Linked DNA regions of Mus musculus: regions 1, 3 and 4 are each linked to region 2. A link is a contact called in public Hi-C, HiChIP or PLAC-seq and promoter capture Hi-C data. All regions are on one chromosome and are shown on one strand. Each heading gives the region's core, a stretch centred on a gene start, on an enhancer-like site or on the middle of the called end of the contact. The rest is flanking DNA. Distances are from core to core; before and after follow the strand shown.

The links. A called contact is a pair of places that touch in the nucleus more often than the background predicts. HiChIP or PLAC-seq counts read pairs in DNA pulled down with a chosen protein or histone mark. Capture Hi-C pulls out chosen DNA fragments and counts their contacts.
Region 1: a Hi-C map of rod photoreceptor shows a contact between it and region 2, with 2.2 times the contacts expected there. The contact joins the enhancer-like site here to the promoter of Ppp3cc in region 2. A contact is called at or near these places in 2 of 39 promoter capture datasets (the C10 cell line and cranial neural crest), 1 of 484 Hi-C or Micro-C datasets (rod photoreceptor), 1 of 115 datasets of contacts at active chromatin or transcription factors (memory CD8 T cells) and 1 of 9 other capture datasets (liver).
Region 3: a promoter capture Hi-C map of adipose tissue shows a contact between it and region 2. The contact joins the promoter of Dmtn here to the promoter of Ppp3cc in region 2. A contact is called at or near these places in 2 of 115 datasets of contacts at active chromatin or transcription factors (bone marrow-derived macrophages and microglia) and 2 of 9 other capture datasets (adipose tissue and liver).
Region 4: a contact with region 2 is called in an H3K4me3 HiChIP or PLAC-seq map of bone marrow-derived macrophages, with 6 times the contacts expected there. The contact joins the enhancer-like site here to the promoter of Ppp3cc in region 2. A contact is called at or near these places in 10 of 39 promoter capture datasets (the 3T3-L1 cell line, the C10 cell line, the HPC-7 cell line and 7 more), 39 of 484 Hi-C or Micro-C datasets (the AML12 cell line, B cells, the Ba/F3 cell line and 23 more), 12 of 115 datasets of contacts at active chromatin or transcription factors (the 230-238 cell line, bone marrow-derived macrophages, embryonic basal ganglia and 8 more) and 4 of 9 other capture datasets (adipose tissue, embryonic stem cells, liver and 1 more).

Annotation. Positions count from the first base shown.
Region 1 is chr14:69,976,043-69,979,243 of GRCm38.p6, forward strand. All of the region lies in intron 4 of Pebp4 (phosphatidylethanolamine binding protein 4), which reads left to right. All of the region lies in intron 1 of Gm41198 (a long non-coding RNA gene), which reads right to left. Among named protein-coding and RNA genes, the nearest start is that of Gm41198, 18 kb to the right of the region's middle. Within about 2 kb of position 1,794, at least 29 of the 459 cell types and tissues checked have an H3K27ac peak or open chromatin away from gene starts, as enhancers often do. A contact at or near this core is called in memory CD8 T cells and rod photoreceptor, where this site is marked.
Region 2 is chr14:70,288,224-70,291,609 of GRCm38.p6, forward strand. It overlaps Ppp3cc (protein phosphatase 3, catalytic subunit, gamma isoform), which reads right to left and starts at 1,274. Exons shown (of 14, transcript NM_008915.3): 1 at 958-1,274. The coding sequence starts at 1,006.
Region 3 is chr14:70,625,282-70,628,342 of GRCm38.p6, forward strand. Dmtn (dematin actin binding protein) reads right to left here and starts at 1,784. Exons shown (of 16, transcript NM_001252662.1): 1 at 1,458-1,784.
Region 4 is chr14:69,859,643-69,862,888 of GRCm38.p6, forward strand. The region is part of intron 3 of Pebp4 (phosphatidylethanolamine binding protein 4); the gene reads left to right. Among named protein-coding and RNA genes, the nearest start is that of Pebp4, 21 kb to the left of the region's middle. Within about 2 kb of position 1,944, at least 92 of the 459 cell types and tissues checked have an H3K27ac peak or open chromatin away from gene starts, as enhancers often do. A contact at or near this core is called in B cells, the Ba/F3 cell line, the C2C12 cell line and 9 more, where this site is marked.

The DNA.
Region 1 (3,201 bases), core at 544-3,043, 310 kb before region 2:
AGAGGATGACGGGGAGGAAGGCGGGGAGAAGATGAAGAGGAGAAGGAGGAGGCCAGTCCAGAGCTCCTCAGTATTCCTAGGGAGGAATCAGTAGATCTTCGGAATGGTGGGGAGGGGCATGCGATGGACTCCCCCCCCCCCCCGGGGTGGAAGGACAAATGCTCAGAGCTCTATGGGCTGCTGGCCTATCAAGCCTTTCAATAAGAACCAGCACTTTCCTTTCAAAGAGGGTGGAAGTCACTGTTCTCTTGTCTCCGTTGATGAACAGATTCTGGGTGGCAGGAGTCACCATAGAAACAGGTGCTATCTTAAGCAAATGAGCCTTATTAACCTTAAGAGTGGTGGAGTTTTCACAAGATTGCACATATAGGGTAGGAGGGAGAAGGGGTTTGGTGGGGGGAGGGTCGAGGTGGCTGGGAAGCCGTGTTGCTCCGGGTAGGGAGGCATGTGTTGCATATGTGTGCATGTGTGTGCGCTGGCCGCGCCTGGTGGGTGCCCATCTATATGTGCTGTGCAAAGCTGCTTCAGGGAGGAGGTAAGATCAGGTCCTGCCCCACCCCCTTTCCCTAAGAAACAAGCATCCTCCCCAGTCCCCCTCCCTCTGCCATAAAAAGTGGCCGTAAGGCTGCAGGTGCCCTGAGCTCCAGCCATGACCCTCTTCCTTCTCTCCTTCTTTTGTGTAGACCCTGCTTTGTGTCCCCTGGCCTGTGCCCATTAGAAACAGGTGTTTCTGGAGAGCACAGCCAGGAAGAAGGGCCCTTTTCTTCCCTAGGTGACAGTTTAGTTCAGTGGCACGAACAGGAATACGGGCATCTAGTAGGCTTGAGTTCATGACTGACTGCTTATGTCCCTCAGTGAGCCCTCATCTGTGAAGGGCAGATTCACCAGGCACCTCGAAGGGCTGAAGCCAGGCTCCCATGAGATCACCGAAGGTCACATGGAATGTGTGTCCTCAGCACTCCCCACCGTGACCTGCCTCCTTTCCGGAGAGGAAACGGGGGCCTTTCCCACATTAATATTTCCTCAATATGGTTTCATCAGTCAACGGACTTGCCTGGGATGTCTGCCCCATTCTGTGCTTTGGAGGCAGGGGTGGGAGGAGGGGGTGTGTGGCTAGAGGAAAGATCAGGACAGAGAGCCTGGTCCTCAGAGAAGCTGTGGTATTCAGGTAGGCCTAGAAGAGGTAAGGTTGCGTGGGGCTTTGAAGTCAGGTTGGCTTGGGATGTGCAGAGAGAAAGGAGCTATACATTCAGCTTAGTGTTTGGAAATAGGCTCTTCTCGCTCAGGGATCCCTGAGCAGAGAGCGTTGGTTCCAAGACACACATCTGCTGCCCTCTGCAGCCCCTCCTTGGACAGGACACTCCACTACTCCCGGCTAGCATGCCACCTGCCCCAGTCTGACTCCCCTCCCCAGTATAAACCCAAGTGTTGTCTCAGGGACTCCGACACCACGCTGTACATCCTCAGCAGTCCAGGGTGCTTTTTATCAGGGAGACCGGTTAGCAGAGACCACATGCTCTGCAAGGAAATCTTCTCCTCTCTTGATGCAAAGGGCCAAGAGCCCCAGGGCTGGGGATATATGTATGGGTCAGTGGATCAAATGTTTGTGTGCGCAGCCTGAGTTGAATACAAGGAGGCAGACTAACAAAAAAGCTTGTTTGTCTATCTCATTGGGAAGTCCCAGGTTCAGTGAGAAACCCTGTCTCAAAAGATGAGGTGGAGAGTAAAGGAAGACACCCTACGCTAAACTCTACACACACACACACACACACACACACACACACAGAGAGAGAGAGAGAGAGAGAGAGAGAGAGAGAGAGAGAGAAAGGCATGCACACACGCAGAGCTCTAACACGTGCCTTGAAACTGAGACAAAGTTGTCACCACAGATTGGCTCTTCTCCAGAACTAGTAGATGCCCCGGACTCATTTGGTCATACCCATGAAGACACTGAGAACCCCAGGTCACACAACCTATAAGTGTAGTGTGGACCACAATGAAGGAAAGGGTCCTAGCAGTTAGTCTTTGGTGCCCCAACATTGCTGAAACGAGAGAAGCCGCCTCCGGCTCATGTTTGGTAGGTCACTGGAGGTTAGTGGGTGGTTTGCTAAGTCACCCCAGGTGCGAAGGGACCCATCATTTGGGCCTGACTAATGGAGATGAAAGGGGAAATTCACCGCAGGCAGCTCAGCTCTCACCTCTTCTCCATTTAGAAATCAAAACCGGGCACTTGAGAGTTTCGCTTGGCCCCAGGCAAGGGATGCAACTTTAAGGACAGATACATCTCTTTCCCAATCCTCTCATCTACAGCTCTGGAATCATCTGCTCCATTTGGCTTCAGAGCTGCTTAGTAACATGAAAACAACACAGTTGAAGGCTTGGCTGAAAGGGCCACTCACAGAGAGAAGCTGCGAGCTGACTCGAGCCCCAGACTCAACTTGGCAATAGACAAAATGGGAATATTCCACGGGCCACTCAGAGAAGAGCTAATACAGAGGCCCTGGCCACAAAGCAAAGAGCAGAATATCACCCTAGATTATCTCCCAGGCAAAGCTTCTCCTTCCTCTGTAACAGTGGCCCCTAGAAGTAGTACTAGCCTGCCTGCCTGCCTGCCTGCCTGCCTGCCTTCCTTCCTTCCTTCCTTTCTTCCTTCCTCCCTTCCTTTCTTCCTTCCTTCCCTCCTTCTTCCTTCTTTCCTCCTCTCTCCCTCCTTCCCTCCTTCCTTCCTTTTTTTTTTTTTACAAGATTTTTATTTATTTTATGTATGTGAGTACACTGTAGCTGTCCTCAGACACACCAGAAGAGGGCATAGGATCCCATTACAGATGGTTGTGAGCCACCATGTGGTTGCTGGGAATTTAACTCAGAACCTCAGGAAGAATAGTCAGTGCTCTTAACACCTGAGCCATTTCTCCAGTACCGCCCCCGCCCCCACTTCCTTCCTTTCAAGGGCATCCAGGTCATAATTTATAGGCATGGCGTGGAAAGATCAATTCCACTGAGAGAAGTTTTTATTACTCAGTTTCAAGAGAAGGAGACCTGCCAAGCTGTGCCACACAGAGTCACATGGGGAAGTCCCGGGGTGTGTCAGGAAGCAGAGGCTGCAGAAGAGTGTGTGGCCTGAAGCCTTCGCTGTGGTTTCTGCAGGAAAAGAGCAGAGTGGGGGCAAGCAAGCCCTAGCAAGCTTAGCCCTGATGAGCT
Region 2 (3,386 bases), core at 24-2,523:
ATAAGTCTCAAAAGTACTGTCTGCCAAGGCAGATAACTAACATTTATGACACCAATACTATCCTTCTCTCTCTGAGCACTCAATAGGCTCCCCCTTATTTAAAAAAAAAATTATCATTACTAATCTTAGTTTCCTGTCTCCTAATATCAAAATGAAACGGGGAAATAATTTTTAGTTTTTTCCCACTATGGTGAAAACCACCTCACTCAGAAATAACTGGTCTAAGCATAGCACCTTCTTAGAAAACAGTGCTTTCAAACCAACTATTATTATGGAGGGGTCTTAGAAGTCGGACAATAGAAGCATGTGAATCAGTGGTTATGTTAGACAGGTCCTTTTGGGTAAAGGGCAGAAACTATATCATAAACTCAGAAGATTTAGAAACACTTTCGTGTTTCCTTAGAATAACTGAATATCAGATATAATGAGAGACATCTGGGAGATTATTATTCACCAAGTCCTTATAGCCAAAACTTGTAAGCCCTTTTAAGAAGACTGTGTCACTATCATCTTGTTTCTTTTAATAAAAGCAATGACTTGGGATATGTAGAGAAAGTGAGCCAAACGTGCACAGTATACCCACCACACCCCTCAAAAATAATTTTTTAAAGGGTTTGGTAAGGAGCTGTCAAAAAAGAGCTGAGCCTAAGGAAAGGCATGACTTGGGTGAGTCAAGAGAACTCCCTGCTCACACAACCCAGACGGTGTCCCCAGATGAAAGACCAAAAAGTGGGGAATCAGGAGAAACCGCCTGGATGCTTCGGGAGTGGATGGCGGGCGCGGTCGCTCTATCCACCTCCCGCTAGGTACCCGTCCAGCAGTCACCGGGGACGCCGGCGGACAGCAGCCCGGTCCTCCCCGCGCCCTGCAGCGCCTCCCGCCGCTGCCTCCATCCCCGCTCCTCGAGTCCCCGAGCCGTCGCCCGGCGAGGGCCGTTCCCCGCGGCGCGCTCGGCACCTTTGATGACGCGCTCGGTCGTGGAGAACTGAGGGCGCCTCACGGACATGGTCTCCTCCCGGCTCCGGCGGCCCGCTGGACGCAAGCCGCCGCCTTCCTCCTAGGCGGGCTGCGCTCGGCGAGCGGGCAGCCACCGTGCCGGGCCCCGGAATACGGGGCGTCCTCGGACGGCGGCGGCCGCAGCGCCGCTCCCTCCCTGCGGCGGCGCCCGCGGCTCGGCGGGGACGACCGCGTCGAGAGCTACGGCGACCGCGGCTGAGGGACACAACTAGGGAGACCGCGGCTGCGCGCGGCTGGGGCCCCGCGTGCGCGCCTCCGCGCTCACAACTTCCCGGCGGCCTCGAGGGCCGCAGCCGCGCTCTGCGCACGCGCGGATCTCGGGTCTCAGCTCCGGATTCACTGCTGACCGCCGTCCGCCTCGCGTGGGGCAGATGCTCTGGACGCCCAACCCTGACCTGTAGCTTCTCAAACCAGCCGCTGGGACCTCGGAAGCAGCTGCGACCTTGGGACCAGGCAGGTGTCCTGATTCTTGGTGGCTGCCACTGAGTCTGTGTCCCTCTCATCAGAGAGAGCCCCTATCTCATGAACGCTCTCTCCGTTATCACTGGGGTCCTCCACCCACTTTGTCTCCATAAGAAATTAACCATTCTACCCTGTTTCTCAGGTTACCCTCTCCCATTCACCAACCCCCAAACTTTGAAACCCCTGTCAACTTCATGTTTGTTGCATACAGCTTGTATCTAGCAGCCTAAGTACCTCCGTGGCCATCCTACTCCAGTTCAGCTCCTGGGAGAACCCCGTTTCTGAGAAGCGGTGTCTCCCTTTCTATATACATGAGACAGCAGTCACTCACTGTCTTCTGGGACGCTAGCCCAGGCTTCCTTGAGAAAGGGAATTGACTTCTAACCGATTTCCCCTTATATTGTCACCTGCCTACTTGGACGCATCTATTCCACTGTGGAATAGTGACACACAGTGACACCGCACCTGCCTCCCTACCGTGTGTGAGTGTGTGTGCGCGTGTCATGTATGTGTGGTGTGGAGTAGGTGTGTGTGCATGCATGAAGTGTTTGTATTTGTGTGTGCTGGTGAGCTGGCCCATACGAGCACATATGGAGGCCAGAGGTCGAGGCCATCCTCTAGTGCTCCTACCTTAAATTTAATAGACAGGGTCCCATTAAACTTGAAGCTGACATGCCTGCTAGACTGGAAGGCCAGCAAATTCTCTCACCTGTCCCTCTGCCTGTCCCCTTTCCCCCATAGCACTGAAGTTACAAACGCTGAGGTTGTACCCAGGTTCTATTTGAATGCAGGGACTCAAACAGAACCCCATGCTTGTGTTTCACTGAGCCATTTTCCTCATCCCCTCCTCATATGTTTTTTATTTTGTTTTATTTTTGCAGTGATGGGGACTTGCAATCCCATAGTCAAGTTTCACAATCTGGCTTATTTTTAGGTTAAAAATTGGTCATTATTGCTCCTTAATTAGAAGCCTCTTTCTCACTGAGGACAGGACTTGGCCAGGCAAAAAGTACTTTGCTTTTTTTTTTTATTTTAGCAATGATAATGAAATATTGAAACTTAAATCCAAGGAAACGTACAATTTATAGGCCAACCAGTCTTCATAGTTACTACAATGGCCAATAAGTAACCATATGTGGCATTGTAAATTAAATTTTAGTAGTTCAGTTTCCTCTTGTGTCTTAGCCAAACTTCAAGTGCTGGCTGCATTATTGGCTGTGATAAGACATTTTCATCATTGTAGAAAGGGTTGGCTTGGCTTGGCTTGGGGATTTTGTTTGTTTTGTCTTTAGAAACAGGTCTTATGCCATTCAAGCTAACCTGGAACTCATAGCCAAGAGTGACGGTGAGCTACTGATCCTCCTGCCGACACCTCCCAAATGATGGGATTATTGGTATTTACCACCTTGCCAGGCAGTGCAGGAAGTACTGTGGGATAATTAAGAGACTATAGGGTCAAGACTAAGTCTCCCCTAATATAGATTTGTGTACAGAAAGGAGGTCTAGCATATGGACTAGAATCAGACCCTCCCTTGTCTCCTGTTGTCTTGACCTAATCTTTCACGGTAAGGCACACTTGAGGCAGGAGCCCTTCGGAGACTAAATAGAATTTGGTTTTGTTTTCACAGAGTGTGATTTCAGGCTTCCACAATGAGAACAGTTGTGATATTTTAAGAAAGTTCTCTATTTAAGAAGCAATCAGAGTGCTATACCTCCATTGAACAGACATGGAATCAGATGCTAACACCGACAGGATTGCTAAAACCAAAAAGCTTTGGGAAACTCTAAATCAAAAGGAAACAATAGATTATTCAGTATTAGTTATGGAAAGTTTATCAACTACTTGGATTTTTTTTCCCTTCGAGACAGGGTTTCTCTGTGTAGCTCTGGCTATCCTAGAACTCATT
Region 3 (3,061 bases), core at 534-3,033, 340 kb after region 2:
TGCCTCCCTCCCCTGCAAACATGCCTGAGCTCATTAGAGTTTTCTTAGGTTCCCCTCTTGACCGAGTTAGTGGCCATTTCTGTGCTCTTTCCTCAGAAGAGGTAAGTTTCTCTTTTCTAGCTAGGTCCCTCCACTGCTCAGGCTTGCTTTGTCCAAACACGTTCCTTATAGATCTGAGTCCTGAGGTATATATAGCTGGATCGGCAGATCTGGGGAGGAGAGGAAACTCCCACCCTAAATCCAGATTCTAGAATTCAGGAGAGGTCCCCATTCCACTCTCCCCACACGTGAGCTCTGAAAGAATTCTGCAGACATTGCCCACCAGTGGGTAGACAGATGCTCTCCTAGCCTCAGAAAGACCAACTAGCTGTATGGAGACAAGACTCCCAGGAGCATACATGCAGAAGACAGAAGAGCTCTGCCCAACACATGGCTGCTGACAGAACTGCACATGGGTGCACACAGGGACTCTGCCGCCCTCCTTGCCAGAGCACTCGCCCACTCTCCCTGCCAGACCCCCACACAATGACACATGGTGCTAAGGACACCTACTTGCACCCACCCACTGATCCTCCCCTTGGCACCCGTCATCTGTGCTCACAGCTCCCTGGCATGGCCTGCTGAACCCATCCCTGTTCTGAGCACGTGAACCCCAATACTCCCAGTGCCCTCACCTGACCCATCCCCACATCCCTCCACTCCCACTGCACCGTTGCCTTGCTTGTCTTAGACCTACAGCCTGGCAACCAGTCTTCTGGGAGGAGACGCACAGGTGTGCCTGCCCAGCAAAGGAGTATGGCGTGTCTGGTGCCGAGAAAGGAATCCCTTAGGACCCCCGGGGCTCTCCAGGTTTATTCAGCACCCAGTCTCTCTCAGTACACTAGCTGCTCGCAGGCAGAGAGCCAGGCTAAGCTCTGCAGTCACACCCTGCTACACAGCCTCATTCTTCGACGAATCCCTACCCTAACCAGGCTAACCTCAGCTAGGAGGGGCTCCAGAGTGGGCTGGAAACCAGCGGCTTTGGCCCCCTCAATGGACCCCTGCCACTCCAGAGGGCACCTGGCCTGGCGGGAGGGAGGCTGCCAAAGATGTCTTGCATCATTCAGCAAAAAGCTAACAGCTCCCTCCACAGACTGTGCCCCATGCTCCCACCCCTTGAAATTCTGGCCACAGAAGCTTGGGGGGGGGGGTGTCCATGAAAGGGAATGCTGGGGCCCATATGGACTCTTTGCACGGCAACAGCCTAGATCCTTCCTCCCAAATAAAAAGGGAGTTTGATCGGGTCAAACCCAGCTGAGCACCTTGTCTGGCCACCTAGGCCTATTCTCCCACTGACCATTTTCCAAAGCTGACCCTGTCCTAGCATCTCTGATATCACCCAAAACCATGGCCAGATCCAGAGGTACAGCCCAAAATACCTACGTAAAGAAAGAGAGGCAAAAGACCCTGTCACCTACCTCCTCCCAGACAGTGGGGCCCAGGCTCTCTGAAGCCCCAGGAAGCAAAAGGCTAGGCCCTGGTCGACTGGGTGGCCGCGTTTTCTCAGGAATCTAGGTAAGAGGCAGCTTCTCCAGGAACCCAGCCGCGCTTTACGAAGCACAAATAACAGGAAGAAAGCCGGCTTAGGGTGGGTGGGTGGGGTGGGAGCTGGCGAAGGAGGGGAGCTGGTCTCAGCTCAGCGGTCTGATCTCCCTCCTGAACCCCCACCCGCTTCACCAGTCCCCTGCTGCTCTGCAAGCCACCGGCTTGGGTTCCCGGAGCTGGGGAGTCCGAGTCTGGTGTCTGGTGGGCGGGCAGGACGAGGAGCGGTCTCTGGGCGGGCGGGCCCCGGGCCCCTCCCCACCAACAACTGATAGTGGCGGGCCCCAGGGTGTGTGAGTGTGTGCGTTTGGGCGTGTTGCTGGTCCAGTTCATCTCAGCTGCTGCTGCTGCAGCTGATCCATTTCAAACAAGGGGCTCATTCGCTGGCATCATGACGAAGCAGAATCGGCTGCGCTGCGTTTTCCCCCTTTCCCATATCCCGGCTCTGCAATATCCACACTCAGAGCCTCTCCAGCAGAGTTCAAGTTAGCGGCTGTTACTGATAACTGAGGGGAGCTATGCCCACCCGGCTCTCCAAGAACCTGCAATTCAAACCCCATTCATAATGCTCCACCATCTTCCAGAAGCAGATGAGAGGCTCTGTGGGGGATCCCCCCACCTCTGGGACAGGGAACAGCAGGGGCACCCGAATTGGCCATCCAAACATTAACCCTCTCTGAGGAGGACAGATAGAAGGATGGAAGGAACCAGGTCATAAATACATCAGATTCAGATTGGATTTTCTGTAAACTTGATCCCCTGGGGATCGTAGTAGGGGCCAGGGAGAGAATGAAGGACCGATTTTTCCCAGGAAAGCTGTTTTTGCAAAAGGAAGCTTTCTATCAGATGGCATCCATATTCCAAAGAGACATGCCTTCTCTCTGTGGCAAAACTTCAACCATTCCAGGCCTCCAATGTTGGCTTTGGGGTGCATCTAGAAAGCCTAGCCCTCTAACCCCTATTAGCACTAACTGGCCTCTTCCCCACCTCCATGTCGGCTGCAGACTTGCCTACCTAGGCAGCCTTGCCGTTGCCCTGGTAACCACTGCCCACAGCCGGTCAGCTGATGATAGCAGCAGCTATTGGGGCAAAGCTAGGATCTGGAGAGGGGGCTCTGGGGTTTCTGAATGGAAAAAAAAATCTCAGGGGGAGGGGCTTGAAGGAGACAGGTAAGACTATGGCCTCAGCATCCGACCGACCGACCGACCGACCGACCGTCTTCAAAGAAAAGAGGACTGGAGGAGACAGGAAGGGAGGGGTGTATCTGGAGTAGCAGAGGACAGGGACGACTGTAACCTGAAGGTGGCTTGGGCAGAAGGAGAAATGACAGAAGGCAGGTAGCTGAGTGGCCGTGAAAGGGGGAAGGAGGACCGGGAATCCAGGCTTAGCTGCTGGGATGCAGCCACTGTGGGCCCTGTGGAAGGGGCAGACAAACAGAAACAAAACCAAACAAACAAAACCCCACCTGGGCTAGGGGAGG
Region 4 (3,246 bases), core at 694-3,193, 430 kb before region 2:
GTTGTACCCACCATGCTATGGTTTTGTGGCCCCGTGATGACACGTAGCCACTGTTACAGAGTAACCAGACAGGGTAAGCTCAGTGCCCACAAGGACACTTTGTATACTCCCTGCTTAGCCCTCCTCCCCCTAACATGCCTGGCAACTGCCGATCCTTTCACTCTTTCCAATTTGCTGGTTCCAGAGTGTAACGTAGCTGGAATCATTTGCCATGTAACCTTTTCAGATTGGCAGCGCCTCTGCAGCCATCAGTCATCTGAACTCCCCTGATATCTTCCTCCAGCCAATGGCCAACTGCCCTGGGCTCAGCTTTTCCCCCATGAATTGCTTTTCCTTTAAATGGACATTTCTATCCAAGACTTTGATGTGAACAGAGGACCACCCACTTCTGCCCCTGGCACCAACTTCAACATCCTCTCTCTCTCTTTTTTTTCTTTCCCGTTTCTCTAATATAAATGTATCCAGGGTAGAGATGTCTATATGCCTGGGGAAGAAACAATCACAGGTAGCTCTGGTGAGGTGAGATCCATGCTGCGATACGGAGCAGAGTGCAGGCCACTGGGAGCTTTGTCCCTCGGTAATAACAGGGTAAGCGTCACCATTTTTCAAAGCACTTTCCCTGTTATGACAGTCATTGCTGTGTGTTCTCCGCCATGCTGTAATTTCACATTTCTTATCTCACATCAGTCCCCGTAGACAGGCGGGACAGGTGTGGGGCTCTGTCTATGGCAGGGAATTCGAGGCCTAGAGAGGCAGAGGGAGTCTCCCCAGATCCTTCCAGAGAAGACAAGTGTGGGCTGTGGGCCGGGGGTGTAACTCAGTTGGTAGATTTCTTGCCTAGCGTACACAAAACCCTGGGCCTGATCCCCAGCCCTGAATAAAACCAAGCATGCTGGTGTACTTATAATCCCAGTACTCAGGAGATGGAGGCAGAAGGATGAGTTCCAAGTCATCTTTAGTTACGTGAGTTCAAGGTCAGCCTGAACTATGTCAGAGCCTGTTGGAGGGGCACACCTTGACCTACAGCCTTATACCCGTGGTTTTGCTGCCTCCAGGCCTTATCCAAGTCTCACCACAAGCTGGGAGACATTACTTTCATGTGACATGGAGGTCAAAGCTCTGAGACCCTGGCTTCTAAGCCATTCTCTGTTCCACTTATCTTTCCGTTCCCCGACGGTCATGTGAAAACATCTTCTGGCCCTCCTCCATGGGCCAGGCTCTGTGCTGAGCGCATTAGGAGTAGATTCTAGGAGACCAAGGCACCGGAAGAGGTTTCAGCTAGACTAAGAGGGTCCAGAACTAAGCTCATGTCCAGTGTTGCCACTTCCTGGTGAGGAGAGGGCCACCTGGAGGGTGCTCCACATGGCCCAACTGCCACCTCCTGCTCTAAGAGTGCCTCCCTCGCCCCCACATCCCACACTACTTTCTTGAGCCTGCATGGCCCAGTTCCTTCCCATAGTAATGAAAAGAATACAGGCCTAGGTGCCCAAATAAATGGCTTCCCATGTTCAGGGAAGAAGCCAGAACAGGAAACAATCACTTCCCTTTGCGTACGGGCTAGGACGATTCCAGAAATGTCACGTGTCTTAACCAAGGGACAGGTGGGCGTGGAGCAGGCCAGGTGTGGTGCGGGTGGCCTGCAATACGTACAGGTGGAGAACCCTGCAATTCTTTGCTGCTTTTTTGGGTCTGCAGGGGCAGAGTGACATTTGGGTATCTAGGCCTGTGTTCTTTCTACCGCTATGGGAATGTAGAGGGACTGGGCCATGCGTGCTCAGGGGAATGAAGGCCCCCAGACTCCCAAAAGGACGGTGTGGGTGGGATGTGGCAAAGGAGGAGAAGGTGCTGAAGGTGCTTCGGGGTTCCAGTTCCCTAGCCTGCTTGTGTAAACAGAGGCCTTCTGTTCGCTCCGAGGCTGTAACTGAAAGAGTTACCACCAGGGGGCGCGAGGTGACCGTCATCGTGCCCGAAACAACGCAAAGCCCGGAAGCTTGGCTGGGGCCACCAGGGCAGGAACACACAGGCTTCTCCTAGTTGGTGGAGCGGGATCCATGAATGAAGAAGGCACAGAGAATCCAACGTGTGGCTCTGGTGTGACGCTTGAGGTCCCAAGCCCCGCTGCGTCTATCTTTTCACCAGTCCAGAGTGAAACTGCACCTCTGTTACGACAGTGCAAAGAGCTAGCCGCCGAATGCTTTCCATTTTCAATGTCCCCAGTTCGCCCCTCACTCATGATTAGCCCGGGGGAAACTGCTGATGGGAAGAACATCGAGGGTACCTCCCACTGCCGACCCCAGATCACAAAGATTTTGAAACAGTGCTCGCGGTTTCCTAAGTGCAAACTGGGAGCTGTGAAAGCTGCCTGCCTCAGTTTACCGAGGTTTAGTTAGAATCTGAGCCTAGAGAATAAGAAACCAGGGACTCTCGGAAGATGTAAACCTTGGTGTCATTGCTTGGAGCTCTGCCACCTTGTGCAAACTCCCTGGCCCTCTAAGATTCCCTGTTCTCCCTTAGAGTCCCAAGAGTACCCCCTTTCAAGGCTAGGACCCAGAGGGCAGTCCTCTGTGGAATTCTTTCTCTGCCCCATCTGGACTGTTTTCCCCAGTGGGTGACTCCCTCCTGCTAGACACAGGTAGCTTCCAGGATCCATCCTCTCTCTCTCATTCATTTCTCTGTCCTCTCCTTAGTTGTCCCTCTTTTTCTTGGGTGGCCTTATCCACATACCAGTTGTCTCAACTCATATGACCACTGAGATGTCCTGTGGGCCCTTCATATCAAGCATCCAGTCCCCGCCTTACCCCTTACCAAACCTGTTTTATCCTCAGTTTTAACCCAGGACTGGGGGAGTGGAGGGGTGTCTCTGTCTCTCCCACTGTGCTACCAGAGCCCCATGGAAAGGTCTAGAAGCTGGCTATCTCTCCTTTCCTCAGGGTCCCTACTTTGGCAGCGGCTACCACTCTCTGGACCTAGCCTCTCACCTAGTTACCACCAAGCACCACTGTTTGTCCCCAAGGCTCAGCCTGTTCTCAATTCGGCCATCAGAGGGCGCCCTTAAGTCTGCGGGTCAGATGAGTCCAAGCCTTTGCCCAAAGTTTGTCAGGCTTCCCCTCAGTTTCCTGAGTAAGTGCCCAGTCGCTACCAGTGCCTGCCAGATAGATGCCCTGGCATCTGACCTGTTCCTCACATCCTCTCTACTCTCAGCTCCTCTGCACTTTGCCCACCTAACTTACCTGGTTTCCCAGTATT